Regions from separate parts of the Hordeum vulgare genome. Here region 1 is linked to region 2. Evidence: chromatin contacts called from public Hi-C data. All regions are on one chromosome and are shown on one strand. Each heading gives the region's core, a stretch centred on a gene start, on an enhancer-like site or on the middle of the called end of the contact. The rest is flanking DNA. Distances are from core to core; before and after follow the strand shown. Region 1 has its middle 3.1 kb from the start of LOC123406441. Region 2 has its middle 65 kb from the start of LOC123404015.

What was found. Hi-C and Micro-C count contacts between places; a contact is called where the count stands out from the background.
Region 1: a contact with region 2 is called in a Hi-C map of leaf, with 3 times the contacts expected there. The contact joins two enhancer-like sites. A contact is called at or near these places in 1 of 6 Hi-C or Micro-C datasets (leaf) and 1 of 1 datasets of contacts at active chromatin or transcription factors (embryo).

The regions. Positions count from the first base shown.
Region 1 is chr6H:542,004,373-542,008,090 of MorexV3_pseudomolecules_assembly, reverse strand. No RefSeq gene overlaps it. Among protein-coding and RNA genes, the nearest start is that of LOC123406441, 3.1 kb to the left of the region's middle. Within about 2 kb of position 2,365, at least 2 of the 3 cell types and tissues checked have open chromatin away from gene starts, as enhancers often do. A contact at or near this core is called in leaf, where this site is marked.
Region 2 is chr6H:541,663,129-541,666,932 of MorexV3_pseudomolecules_assembly, reverse strand. No RefSeq gene overlaps it. Among protein-coding and RNA genes, the nearest start is that of LOC123404015, 65 kb to the right of the region's middle. Within about 2 kb of position 2,427, at least 3 of the 3 cell types and tissues checked have open chromatin away from gene starts, as enhancers often do. A contact at or near this core is called in leaf, where this site is marked.

The DNA of each region.
Region 1 (3,718 bases), core at 1,116-3,615, 340 kb before region 2:
CCATCACATAGGCCATAACTTCTTGTCGGAGACATATTTCTATGGGAATGTACAACTTTTGTGGGCAAGGATTAGCTAATGAGAGGAAGGGGGATTTTTTTTTTTGAGTCTAAACACGCTTCATTTATTGCTCAGTAATGTTCATAGGGATACAAGAAATGTTTGGAGGATTTAACAGCCACACATGGCGTCGATAATCCAAACCAAAATCATGCTTAGCGAGGCTATGTGCCTCAACATTGGTGGCCCTACCTTCAAAGATGAAGGTGCAACTATCAAAACTATCCTTTGTCCCACAATCTCCCTGGTGGTATTGGCGTAGGCACCCCCGGTGCGGTTCTTGATGTCGTTGACTACTCCTTGGCTATCACTCGTGACGAGAATACGAGAAAGGTCTAGGTCAATATCGAGAGTAAGAGCCTCGCGACACACCAACGCTTCTAGCATCGCCGGATCCATCACTCCATTGATCTTGATAACTGGAGCGTCCAAGTATGTTCCTGAAGAGTTTCTGCAAACTGCATTGAAAGAACCGAAATTACCATCTCTGGAGGCAGCCCCGTTAACTCGAATTTTTGCAATTTCTTATGGTGGAGGTATCCATCTTGGCTGCACTGGTGCTACCGTTCGAGATCCCCTCGTGGCTTTCTTCGGACTGCACTCCTCTAGTTCCCGGATATACTTCAAGATGAAATTGTATGTAGATAGAGGTCTCTGAAAAATATGTTCATGGAGCGCCTGACGTCTCGCATACCAAAGTGCCCACAGGGTTACAATTACCAAGATTAATTCTTGTAAGGAAAGCATGTCCTAGATCGTGAATAACCACTGGTTTGCATCCGGTTCCGTAGTGGTGTTCAACGCCTCCACTAGATCCTGATCGTGAAGTGCCCATACGCATCTGGCGACTGTGCGGTGAAGCAAAGAATGTTGCCAAGAATCCTCGGCTCCACATATGCCACAACATGTAGAAGTAGACATGTTCCGATGATGCAACACGTCCGCTGTTGGGATAGATTGATGAGCTAATCTCCATAAAAATATTTTCAGCTTTGAGGGGACATCCACCTTCCACATCATCTCCCATGACTGTTTTTCTCTATCAATGTTCGAAAAATCAGCTCTCCCTTTCAACCAAGCCTCTCTCCTCATCTTGGTATCTACTAGCATGCGGTAAGCAGACCGAACTGAGAACACACCTCGTTTTTCATGCATCCATGACTAGAAATCCTCAATATTCCGTGTACACAGAGGGATATAATAAATTTTAGCGGCGTCTGTTGGCAGGAAAACTTCGTCGATCAAGACCCGGTTCCATTCTGCACTAGGCAAAATTAGCTCGTTCACCATCTGAGGAGGCATCACCACTCTACTCACAATTGGCGTCATGTTTGAGGGCCTCGGCAGCTAGTTGTGTTGCCAGATGCTCGTCGTTTGACCATTACCTATCCGCTGGATCAGCCCCTACGTGAGCACCTCGCGGCCATCAATGATGGCTCGCCATATCTGGGAAGGGGCTGAGCCTAGTTCGCCATGAGTGCGTGCACTAAGTGACTCTGGGTCCGTCAAGATCCGCCATGCATGTCTTGCCAGGAGAGCAAGATTAAACAACTCAATATCTGAGAACCCCAAGCCTCCACAATATTTCGGTTGTGTCATCGTGCTCCAAGAGACCCAACTAGGCTTCCATTTCCCTCCTTGCTGCCCCACTAGTACTTTCTATAATCAACGAGTTAATGTGTTTGGAGAGACCACAGGGTAGTCTGAAACATGACATGGAGTAGACTGGAATTGCATGTGCCACTGATTTTATGAGAACTTCCTTTCCTCCCACTGACAGAAGCTTTTCCATCCATCCCTTGACCTTGTTCCATACACGGTCCTTTAGAAACTTGAAAGAGCCATTCTTACAGTCCACGTCAGATGGCATTTGCAATATTCAAAGCATTCTTTACCTCAGTTTTTAAAGAGGATGGGCAACCCTTACTGAAGAAAACCAAGGATTTTGCAAGATTTATCCTTTGATCCCAAGCATTGCAATAGTTTTCCATTAAGGCATGCATGGTCTTGGTTTTTTAAGGAAAGGTATGGTCCTGGTTTAGTGGATTGTTGGGATGGGCCTCCACTTGTATGGTTCTAGGCACAACATATGTGCAAACTCCCGTAAATTCTAACCCTTTTGCGTTGGGTCGAGATAATTTTAAACTGAAAATCAAAGACAAAATATTGCACTGGCCTACAAATTATGGCCCAAGCTTGATCCTACCCTGGTTATTTGGGTCGGGTCGTCGGACCTGGCTGTGCATGCAAAAGTTTAGTTTCCTAGACGGGAGTGGCTTGGAGAGCTCGTATGCAGTGCTGCAGGCACCCGTTAACAATCCGGCGCCTGCAACGCTGCTAGCATGGGCCGACCCACTAGTGTGTTGTCCATTTTTTTAATTTTTTGTTGTTATGAAAAAAAATATATAATAAAAATTGGTTACAGATTTAAAAAAATATTCATCCGTTCGAAAAAAGTACATATCTCTAAAAAAGGTTCATCAATGTTGAAAAAAGTTTATCAATTTGAAATAAAGTTCATTAAAAAGAAAATAAGTTCATCAATTTAGAAAAAGTTCATTAATTTTTTTAAAAGTTCCATAAATTTGAAAGTAGTTCATAAAAATAAAAAAAGTTCATGTATTTTTTTAAAAAGAAATTATTGAACTAAAAAATAAGTTCATATATATTATAAAAGTTTATCCATTTTTAAAATGATGTTCATCAAATTGCAAAAAAGTTCATTGATATTCAAAAAAATTCATCAATCTTAAAAAGTATTTGTTGAAATTCAAAAAAAGTTTATCAATATTGAAATAAATTCATAGAATCTTGAAAAAAAAGCATCACAAGCGCCTAGATGGGCCGGCCTAGTTCGAACGCCACATGCGGCAATTAACAAAAATGCACGTTAAGTGGCACCTGTTGTTAAATTGTGATCCAAATTCTACCGTATTGGACTAGACGTAGGAAGAAAGGTGTGGGCCTTTGCGTTGGTACCGAGGCGTACGAGTACAACTCATTTACTTGCCCTCCAAGGACTCTCATGTATTGCCCCTCATATATACTCCATGTAGTCGCACCTAAAGACGCTATGTCGTCTCGTGCTTGTAATACTTCACCCTCATAGTAATTGCGCCTTCGTGCGTCCGTGATTTTCTCTTGCAAGAGTTTTCACGTAAAATCCCTGTCTCTTGTGTCTCGTTAATCTCGTTTTATCTAAATACAGAGTTATGGTTTAGTATACGAGATTGAGAGGAGAGCTAGGGTTTCAGGGTCGTGTGCGCTGCCGCCGGCCCGCGATCCGGCGATCCGACGCCAGATCGAGCAAGGCACCCTAGACCGATAGGAGTTCAGTCCGTACGCACCTACGCGTACAAATTGCGTTTAGCCGCTGCAGCTGCAAGTCTCCCGTGCTCCCGTTACCAGTGCTGAGTCTTGTCCGATCTGCCGAGTTTTTTTTTTTTGAGAGAACACGGCACTTTATTGATCACATAACATCAATACAAAGAGTCTCCCGGATACCATCTGGAGCAAAGTCAGAAATAAAACCTAGGCTATGCAGATCATAAGTCCTAGCCATAAGATGTGCCGCTTCATTCAGATTACGTCGGACATGCCTGAAGGTAGCTGATGAAAAGCTTGATACCATGTGCTTGATGTCCATCATTACAGAACC
Region 2 (3,804 bases), core at 1,178-3,677:
ATTTGTGCCACTCAGCTGGAGGATCTACCATAAAGCACTAACCAATTATTTGGTGTGCATAACTCAGTCATGGTAATAAATATAATAATACACAGTGCTAACTACATAATTTTTCTAAATCTCTTATCTACAGTTGCAAGATATACAAACATGCAGCTCCAGCATGCAACCCATATGAGAGGTACGAGAAGCTAAGTTAATAGTATGTTATAAAAATACTTAAAATAAAGAAAATACACATTTGTGCTACTCAGCTGGAGGGTCTACCATAAAGACCTAACCATTTGTGTGTTGTGCATAATTCAGTCATGATAAATATAATAGTACACAGTGCTAAACACGTAATTTATCTAAACCTGATATCTACAGTTGCAACAGAGAGAAGAAAGGATGACTAATGTAGTACTAGTAATACTTAATAGTTTAATACTTGAGACTACATTTGAGACAGCGAAGCCCAATTTATCTACAAGCTCTTTCTGATTCCATGCATGTAAGATGCTCCTTATAGGCGGTATGCATAGATTGGGCTCTTGAAGGTAAAAAAAAATGTTGTTATTAGGTGAGACTGCGTGAATGGTGGTTACATAACTCTCTGGTGCTTTGTTTCAAACGAACTTCAAACTCAAACTACCAGGTATTATGGGTCTCAATGTTGTTACTTTGGCAAGAAAATCATATGGTGGTTTAGTAGCCATTTTGCATCAACCAGAGATAAGTATGTTATGAGAAGTTTGGAGTAGAACTTCACCTTCTCAATTCATATATTCATCATCCTGCACAATGAATCTGCAGCATCAATGAAAACAATTTAGTTTGTTGTATTTAAGAACTTACGTACCCATATGCTAAATGACACCTTTTAAACTAGAGACAGTGGCGTTGGGCTTCTGCAAAGGGTGTGCCGAAAGTACATATTCCAATGTGTTGAAAGTTCACCTCTAGAAGCCAAACGCATTATATGCCAACCATAATGCCAATGTGTGACTGGTTATTCTGGTTCATTATCTCAGCTGCTATGGAAGTTATTAACTTTCAGCCACATTAGACTATAACTTGCCATCATACTAGAAGAGAAGACTACAACAATCTATATCATCTATAGAAAAAAGATCTTAATACTTTATCAATGCCAATGTAGGACGTTGCCATCATACTTGCCAAACGCATTATATGCCAACCATAATGCCAATGTAGGATGTTGTTGAGTTTAATCTAAACTGCAAAAACGTCCAAGATAACGATAAGAAAATAATAATCCAAAGATCATGCTATATCACTGTATTTCCATTTGGTTACTTCAGAGTTAACAAAAAATAATCAACAAAATAGCACTATATATATCATAATAAAGAAAATGTTATGGTACTGTATTCTCATGTTATCATTGGAGAACATCAAACTTCATATAAATCCATCAACAAAATAACATTATATATTTCATAACAAAAAAAATCAAAGTATTATGTTGCTGTAAATAACACTCCGCATGATATATTATTTTAAGAACCAACAATCTTAATCCCTTACTACAAAAGCTAACGTGGTTAGCTGTTTTTTTGTTAATAGATTCAAACACTACAAAGAAAAAAGGAAAAATAATAATAACAGCCGAAAGATCATGCCATAATAGCGGCAGGACAGATCTTCTTTAAACACTACATCTTAAAATACAAGACTCAAACTACAAAAAAAAAATCAATATAAGACGTTTTAGCAAGCTAATAACATAGCTTGCAAAAGCGTCTTTATATTGTGGGACGGACGGAGTACATCTTAAAATACAAGACTGAAAGTGTCGACACAGCCCTCAGCGGCAGCCTTGCCGTGAAGGAGCCTGTGGATCCGCCTTCTCGGATTGCTGGTCCCTGCACTGTCAAAACGGTTAGACGGGATCGAGAGAGGAAAAAAGCACGGCCTGATTCAATGAAACAATTGTCCAAGGGAAAAACAAACCTATGGCAGCTCGTCATCCCTTTCTTTTCCCAGATAAAGATGGCAGGCAAAAGTAAGCCACAGATCTGGTGAAATCAGGCCTGTTCGCCAGCTTTTGCCAGGGGATTCACCGGATCTTGGCGCCTCCTATTCTTCTGCCGCCCGTCGCAGCTCGGCGCTGCCCTCCGTGCGGCCGATCTAGATGGGATCGGCCTGAGGTCGCGGCGCCAGTAACTTTCCTTGCCGCCGCTGCCATCCACCCTGCGCGCAGAGAGAGGGGGGAGGGGCATGAGGTCACGCCGGCTACGCGCGAGGGGGGAGGGGCATGAGGTCACGCCGGCTACGCGCGAGTGTGGGGGGGGCATGAGGTCACGCCGGCAGGGGGGGGGGGAAGGGTCTGGCGGCGGCAGACGGAAGAGGATAACCTAGATATTGTGGGTGTGTCCGTGTGTGGCAGCGGACGGAGGGGGTGGGTGGGGAGAGTTACTCACGCAGATATTGCGTGCGGTGCGGGCTGCGGGGGGAGACTCGCAATGGGCCGGGCCGCGGTACGAGCCATCCACCAACCAGGCTGGTGCATTATTACTGTATATACGGGCCCATTGCATTGCAAAGCTAAAATAAAAGCTAAAAGGCAAACACCCCGTATACAAACCTGACGTAGAGTTCGCTCAAAGAAAAAATGACGTAGGGTAGGGGCAGATGATACGATCACTCAGGCCTGACGTGGAGTAAGAAACCTGACGTAGATTAGGCACCGCCCACACAGCAGTTATTGATTCAATCAAACCATAAAATGATGGGCTGTTCATGTCCAGGAAAAAAAAATGTTGTCTTTGGAGGCCCCATGGAGCTCGGTTCTACAAAATTCAAATTCGTCAAATTTTGTATTTTCTGCATTTCGAAAAAAATCTGGAAAGAACACAGATATAAATGAAGTCATAACACACGTGTGCGTGAGTTTTCAGGACAAAATAAGTTGAAACGAGGGTTGTGCAAAAAAGAACAAATCCGAGGCTTTTTAACATATGATCCTATTTATCCTTTCGGACCATAATTCTTTTGTACAGGTCGCACTTCATCGTTTTTTATCGTGAAATTTTACACACATACATATAACATCCTTGTTTACTTGAACAAATATTTTCAGGTCTTTTTTAAAACCAAAATATTTGAATTTTGATTTATTTTCAAAAAAATGCCTTTGTGAAGACTGAGAGCCAGTCGTCCCTTTAAAAAAACTTTTTCTATTATGGGATGGAGACAGCCGTCTTAATTGGTTTCCATATCGTACAAACGCATCTAGCGTACTCCCTCCGTCCGGGTGTATAGGGCATGCGCGTAGTTCTAGGTCGTTAATTGAACTACTTAAATATGTATTATATGTAATAAATAATATATCATTAGATTCATGCGGGGATGTAGTTTCTGAATATGTAATTTTTATCGCATATAATATATATTTAGTTAGTTAAATAAACAATCTAGAATTATGTGCATGCCCTATACACTTGGACGGAGGTAGTACGACCTTAAAAAGTAAACCCTATTTTTCAAGAGTATGTCAAAGATGTATCTAATATAAAAAATGATTTTATATTATGATACAGAGTACGTCTTAATTGGTTTTCATATCGTACAACGCATCGCGCGTACTACCTCAAAAAGTAAAGTATTTTTTTTTTCAAAAGTACGTCAAAGATATATCATATTTTCTTATAAAAATGTCGGTGCACTAGTAATGGGGTAATGAGTGCCCTCACTTGTGTACACGTGTTACGAGCATAATCCATCGAAGGCAACCATCAACCCAAGCAAGTATCTGAAACCAGAGTTCGGTAAGACCTACACAACAACCCAGGACGGGGC